Linked DNA regions of Bombyx mori: region 2 is linked to region 1. The links are chromatin contacts, called in public Hi-C maps. All regions are on one chromosome and are shown on one strand. The core of a region is the stretch at or near the end of the contact, and the rest is flanking DNA. Distances in the headings are between cores, read along the strand shown. Region 1 holds the start of LOC101737740 (patronin). Region 2 overlaps LOC101737740 (patronin).

What was found. A called contact is a pair of places that touch in the nucleus more often than the background predicts.
Region 2: a contact with region 1 is called in a Hi-C map of whole pupa, with 2.9 times the contacts expected there. The contact joins the enhancer-like site here to the promoter of LOC101737740 in region 1. A contact is called at or near these places in 3 of 7 Hi-C or Micro-C datasets (midgut and whole pupa).

Annotation. Positions count from the first base shown.
Region 1 is chr4:16,059,179-16,062,956 of ASM3026992v2, forward strand. It overlaps LOC101737740 (patronin), which reads left to right and starts at 1,608. Exons shown (of 26, transcript XM_062668373.1): 1 at 1,608-2,013. The coding sequence starts at 1,951.
Region 2 is chr4:16,096,130-16,099,907 of ASM3026992v2, forward strand. LOC101737740 (patronin) reads left to right here. Exons shown (of 26, transcript XM_062668373.1): 3 at 1,985-2,200. Among protein-coding and RNA genes, the nearest start is that of LOC101737740, 37 kb to the left of the region's middle. Within about 2 kb of position 2,077, at least 2 of the 8 cell types and tissues checked have open chromatin away from gene starts, as enhancers often do.

The sequences.
Region 1 (3,778 bases), core at 358-2,857:
CATTTTAATCATAATAGGTTAAACGGAACAAGAACCACACAATATAATCTTTTGAAAAAAAGTTTCACTATAAGACATGTCTATTGTTTAATTAGTGAAATAAAACAGAAGAAATAAAATTAATGATGGATTTTTTATTATTTACATGTGTAAAATATCTCAGGGCCGACTTGATATACAATGGTTACCGAAGCCTAAATATATCCCAACATAAATGCTGAAAAATCCATAAACCCGTGTTGGGGTATGAGGTCGAAGTCTCAATTGTAGTCTGTCCCTCTTTCAAACAGGAAGACACGAATGGTTTATGGCAAAAATATGCAAGATGTATCTACCCGTGCGGGATTAAAACACACCATACCAAAAAAAACTTCCTATTGTCGATCGTAGAAGGATGGTGTTTCACTCAGAAAATGCACTTGCCAGTTCTCCCAGTCCAATTTTTCTCACATCCATGGGAAGAAGTAGGGTGGTTCTCTTCTAGGTCGACACCCAGACTGAATAGGTTAAATTAACTAAAAATGAAATGTGGAGGGATTAAAACCACCGTAGACGTTGAATGAGTTATTACGAAATAACTTTTAGTAAAATTGTAGGAATTTACTGAAGCTACATGGACATTATCCTTAGATACTAAAGTGCTAGCACAGATCCAACTATTTTATGAACTGACAATTTTACAAGTAGTATTTCGAAAAAAAAGTTAATTTTTAAAACAAAAGAATTTTTTAGAACTTTGCCAATCATGCTCCCGCAGAGAAATCTCGTGGCTGTTAGATTAGATGCAATTGAATTGTCAGGCAATAACATGGAGTTATTGCATGTTTTTCTGGACTTTTTGGCGGGAACGCGAAGAGTGAAGTTGTGTGATTTGTTTTATTTTGTCTATTTGGTTTTTCTTCAGGTTTAAATGTGTAATAACGGTGGCTTATTAACTGTTTAATATCTGTGAAAGTGCACAAATGTGGGAAAATAAAACAAAGCCGCTGAGTGTAACTTCTCGGGATCCTCCAAAAAGTCCACTGAAAAAATCTAGTTAAATGACCACCATTTTACTGAGATTATATTTCATCCCATATCATCTCATTTCATTTAATTTCATCCTAGTTGATTAATGTCTCATTAATTATCTTCATTTCATTTCATTTCACTCCCTATTATCATTTTTCATAAAAATAAGAATATAAATTAAAATAAGACATGACTTAGGACTTAGGTCTTAGTCACCAGGTCATAAAATCCTTTAAAAAAAATCATGTTTTTCTATTGGACAGGCAAAGGAATAGCCAACTTTGAATTATTTCTATTAGTTTTTTTTTTTCTAAAAGCGGATTTTGTCCAATTTTCTCATAGTATAGACATTGCCGTAAGTCGTCTTTTTTTTTATAAACATAAAGATAGTGAAAATACCTTCTATGTGTATCCCATTACTTCATCCTATATATTGTTACATTTATTTTCCACATTATGAAAAGGATAATGACGACAAACATCGTAAATTTATCTTAAAAATTTGAAAATCTACAATATTTACGGCAGTCATCACAGACAGACAAGTTCGAGTTTTTAAGATTTATAACTGTCATCGTTTGCAAACGAAAGAAAATCGGAACGTCGCGTGGGGTAGCGACCGTCAGTCAGCCTCGATGACGGAATGTGTGAAAATTATAAGATGGTGATCAACTGTATTTTGTATTTTGGCTATTGCAATTAAAAGTAGTGCTTTAATTTTATAAAAAAATGTGAAAAATGTGTTAAAGAGTGATCTCACACCATCCGAAATTTAAAATAAGTATAGTGAACTCAAGAGTGAATAGCTTGTAGGTGCAATCGTTGACATTGTTTCGTTAAAAATCTTTGAGCCCATCGAGATTGATATGTTTATACTGGTCCTGTGCGCTTCTTTGACACCTAGCATATGGCTTAAGAGATCCTGATGTTGCTGAAGTTATGGAGAAACTGGATATAACGAATGCCAACATGGAGGCTACAGACTTTGTAGACACAAAACAGGTGAGAACTGTTTGGCCAACTGCCGGTCTTTCAATAATTTCTTCCTCGACTCGTTTACGTTGCCTTGATGGTTGTGACAGTTTTGTCACAATATGTATAAAACCTTCACAAAATCCAACATTTACACTATTTCAAAAAGTTTTCGAGTTTGTAATTTTGAAAGAAAAAAAAAACAAATATAGGAAATCTAACAGTTGTGCGTTTAAGTATCACCTTTTAATATAAAAAAAAAAACTAAAGCTATGCAAGGTAAGAAGTGGGCGAAATAGTCTCAACCCACACTGAATAAATTATTGGTATAATGCTGTCATGAACTTTATTAGTCATGTCCAATACTACACTAAAATGATTGTCACATGTAATCCACTTGTGTAATATTGAAAAAAATAATCTAATTTCTATAAAACAGTCAAACAATATCTGTATCAATAATCACACTGTATAATATCATACTCATTATTAAAGCACAATATGTATGCAAAAAGATTCCAACCAGATCATAATGAAATAGGCGAAATATCTGATACCATTCATCTGAAAATCAAGTAAAGTATAAAGATGTTAGTAAAAGGACTAGGATAATTAGTAAAATTGCTTATTCAAAAGAAACTATTAACGTAACTATTAACTTAGTCTGCTCACAGTTGCATTGGCTGCGGGATTAAAGCAAACAAAAGAGTTTTATCTACTTGTTTAATGCCTTATAAACTTAAGAAAATTGTTTAATAAAAACCAAAATTAAATCACAACGATACTGAAAACATTCTTAACTGTTCTAAATTTGGCTATCAAAGTGATAACACACATTCTTATGTAAATGTTTGATAATAGAGTCACAAGAAATTCATTTGTTTTCTGTGAGATTAAGAGTGACTTCAACTCGACAGAGTGTATGAGCTTTGCATTCGTCACTTTTCTGGTGTGAACTTCTTTGAAGAAATAATTAAAACTATTTTTACAGTTTAATCTCAGGACTTTTTAATGGTCGTTATATTATTTCCATTGTTTTTTAATGATGCCATTAGTAATTTATCTTGTCAATATAAATAAAATTTTCACATTTACAATACACTTCATCTTACAAAGGTAAGGGTTTTTGCTGCGTTTACAAGCACGTGGTACAACTGATTATGAGAGGTTACCATTGATAAAGCCCAGAAAGATCTTATTAAAAACTTGTAATCTTTAAAGTTTATTAAAATTTTATTAAAAATATATTTTTCAAAATGGTATAAAAAATTATTGCATAGATGGCTGGACAAACTCACATCCCATCTGGTGTAAAGTGTTTACTGAAGCCCATAAAGATCAACAACGTAAATGTTGCCTTCCATCTTAAGACATGAGGTCTAAGTTATAGGCTTACCGTAAAACATCTGCATCCCCTTCAAACAGAAATGCATTTTCGCTATCATACTATCAGTTTTATTATTTAAATATAATTTTTTTTGGTTATTTTCTCTAAGTTTTATTTTTGTTATAAAATGTTATTTCTTCAACATGGAAGCTATTCGTGAACATTAAATGCTCACATATGTAAATACCACCATTCATTCCATCTATTCCTGCTGCAAAATATCAATGAGTATATTATTAAACATTATAATGGAAACCCTCCCACTTTTTTGTGCTTGTTGCGGCTTTCATATTGTGACCTCCAATAACTTCAATAACCACTTAATATCTGGAATTTCCATCTAGCAAAAAAAAAACATACCTACTTCTTATTTTGAGATAGGTGTTCTGCTTTTTACAGAGGGACTAT
Region 2 (3,778 bases), core at 827-3,326, 37 kb after region 1:
CGCCATTTAAACGAATTCCGTCTGGCGAACTACACCCGTTTCGACGAGGCCAACCACTTTACCCCTATATTAAGTTGTTGAAGACGCTTCGGTTCCTTTTATACGCAGAATGAACTTAACTTTCTTTGGATGTTTAATATAATCTTCAAGTGTATTTAGGTTCAATTTTGGATTTTATTTCGGTTAAGCTTAATCGCTATTTGAAGGGCCATTGAGAAATCCGCCTTTTCTCTTAAGGTCTCCCCAATTAATTTGAGTTTATTAATTTAGTTGATTGCTGACATATAGAGTTAGTGCATACGATTAGGCACTAACTGTTTTATAGCTTATGACCCGAATATACCCATTTTTACTGGTGTAGATGGTCAGGTGGGTTCACCTGGCGGTAGGCGATCTCGTGAAGTCGATGTTTGACGTAATCGAAATATTACATGGTACTAATATTATTCCACGCGTTATGGGCGTGCATTTAAAGTTTAACAGCGAATTTCATTCTGTTGCTTAATTAATACAGCTCTGACAATTTATAAATATAGGCATGTGATTGTGTAAGTGTAGTTAATGCAACGGTCGTTTAAAAATATCGGAATTCGATTCAACTTCGGTCGCTTTTGATGCAGAGTTACGTTTTATACAAGTAATGTGTGTCGAATAATAACGTTTTTGTTTGTATTTAAAAAAAAAAGCGTTGTCGAATCCTTATTTTTTACGGTTCTGTATGATCTATTACCGATTCTGTCACCGATCGCGGCTGAAGTCTCAAATCGTTTTTATTAACGGTTGACACGCCCTTCAAAGCCGAACGCATAAATGATTTGCTTCAGTTTGGATTTTATGTTTTTGAGGTTTAGATCAATAGCTTTAAGGGTGGCACCTATAATACCTACGCCACGCCATTCTGACATCCAACAAATTGAATCACTACTTTACAAGCCTTAAAATCAACTAACGATCTCTTCAGCCTTATCCAATCATGCTCCAGGTGCCCATGTCCGCTGTCCTTTGCTTTTCTACAAAAGTTGACCGATGGCTTGTAGGAGGTTCAAATAATTAAATTGCAACCGACAAAAATGTAATAACCTAACACAATTTTAAACTTAAATGGACCGTAAGTGTTCGCTTGACGACACAATTTACAATAATACAACACAAGGAATTGTCTCAGTATTGTAAATCCCAATAAAAACTGGATCAAGAAGTGTCTTGAAGAGTTAGGTATCTACGGATATAGGACGCGACCTGACATTGATCCACAAAGGTCCGCATAAAGATTTCGTTCGTTTATTATTCGCATATTTAGGTTTGTCATGCTGAAGAGAAATCGGAAATTTTGTTTTTACCTGATAGAACAATGATACTGTGGAGAAATTACGAAATATAATAACGTTTAATTGCAATTTTATCACATGATTATTTAGTGCGTACTTACCCTTTATACTATTATAGTTAGACACAGATGTAGTTTTACTGGTGGTACCACTATCCTGTCTATTCCTCTTACAGAGCAGTCACAGGGAACACTGTTTGAAGGAAGGACAACCGCTAAACAATACAACTGAGACTTCAATCTCATGTTTCACGGTGGATGACGTACATATTCACTTTGTTATGTCTATTGGCTCTGGTAACCATTTAAAACGGGGCGATCCGCGTGCGAAGTTCATCCATCTATACCAGGGGTTCCCAAACTTATTTTGTCTGCTGCCCACTTTGAGAATAAATTATTTCTTAGCGCCCCTATTTTTTCAGGTACTTAAAAATCACTATAGCCAGAGCCTAGTCGGTGTCTAAGAATGCTAGATAAAATTACAAATCGCCTCTCAAGCCTCTACACACCACCCCCATTTTTTTTCTGGGTCTCTTACTGTCCCCCTTTAGGCTTGCAGCGCCCATAATTGGGCGTTATCGCCCACTTTGGGAAAGGCTGATCTATGCGAATAATAAAATAAAATTTGCGTTAATGTTTTTTGATTTGATGTTTCAGGACTTGGAACACTTGAAGCCACCTATATGCGGCGGTTTGGCCAACGCGGAGCTGTACTGCCTGGCGCTGGCCAACATGTACTCGGATCCGAACTACCATAGCCTCAACCATTGGAACATCCTGCAGACCCTAGTCAGGAAGGGAATCGACGTTCCCGACCCACCCGACTGCGCGCTCACCGAAACAGTTTTAATTCAAACGAATCCGCTAAAAATGGTGAGAATTGAAATTCAGATTTATTTATAACTAACTAGTTGTCCCCTGGTAGTCGAAATTCGTCTATAATTAATTGAAATTATAAGTTTGTACACTATTATGATTCTATTGTCAAAGACTATTATACTTCTATAATCACTGATTTCGCCAAGACTACACTTTAGACAAATATTAATAAAGACAAACAATATTATTCTATTCTCAATTTGACTACAGATTATAAGCAATAAGAAAAGTTTGACAGTAACCAAGTAGTATGCATGCGTGTGTGTGTCAAATACATGGTAGTTTGCTAATGTTTTTTTATTGATTTTATGCATTTTTTATGCATAATATAAAAAAAATATTAACATTCTGCACTCCTTCTCTATATTCTCTATAAGGGTGCGAAATTTTATCCTCCGTCCGCGCAATTTTCGTAAAAAGCTGTACAAAGTTTTTGCTTCACGTATTAATATATTTAGAAGTTATAAAAGAAAAAGGTCTGGTACAAATAGTGATAAATTTATTTAGTAGTGGCAAAACTATACGGAAAACTAACTAGATTAAGGTGGTGCCTGTATCTTGGCAACCACAAAAACTATTGTATAAAAAAATTGTAGAAATATGTAAGTAATAATGTTTAATGAATTAAGTCGTCACGATATATGTATAAAGTTTTGTCACGTGATATAAAAGTGCGTTCTACTTTCTTGCCTTGATCTCAATGAAGTGGAGTGTGTGATATTTCTCCGGTCGCCCGGGTTTCTTGGAAACTGAAGGCATAATAGGTATTAGTTGGAGGAGTCGTTAACTATGATAATGGTAGTGTCGATGAGGAATTCGTGACAGTAGCTCAATACAGCTCTGAAGATCGTTCACATATCTTAGAATATTTGAGTAAAGATTTATCATGTAAAATGCTCGGACGGCCCTACGTTAATTTTATAAATATACTAGACGAACATCGAGTAACCGCTCGCATTAAATTTATAATTTAGAATTAAGAAAACGCGTTGCATTCTACGACGACAAAGAATTGTTTGTTAAAAAGAAACATTGGTTCGCGGATAACAATTTAGTCATTTATTTAATAACATAAAGACAAACATTAAAGCATAGACAGTTACCGTAACCTAATTTTGATATCCATTTCTAACAAATTGCGTCACATTCTGCCCAAATCGATCGATTTATAAGTCCATTCGTAAATAAAATCCAGTCAGCGAATAAACTGTCGGGTTTTTTTATAGCTCATATACTCGGTGTTACCTGGGTCATGTCGTTCACCATTAAAAGTAACCTATGCGTTAATCCAGGTTATAAAGTGTCCGTAGCGGAATTTTCATCCTAATCCCCTTGGCGATTCTTGCGTGATGGAATAACAAAACGTCCAAACATACACACCTTCAAATTTCTAATATTAATATGGATTTTGTTTTAAATATATTGATTCGGTCGATATCGAGTCGTTTTTCGACAATGATAAATTGCCTATCTAGATTTGGCATTACATCACTGTATCACGTACATATGTATGCTCTCTTTGTTTATTTATACACACGTCAGATCATTCTTTGTTATACGGATTATAATTCC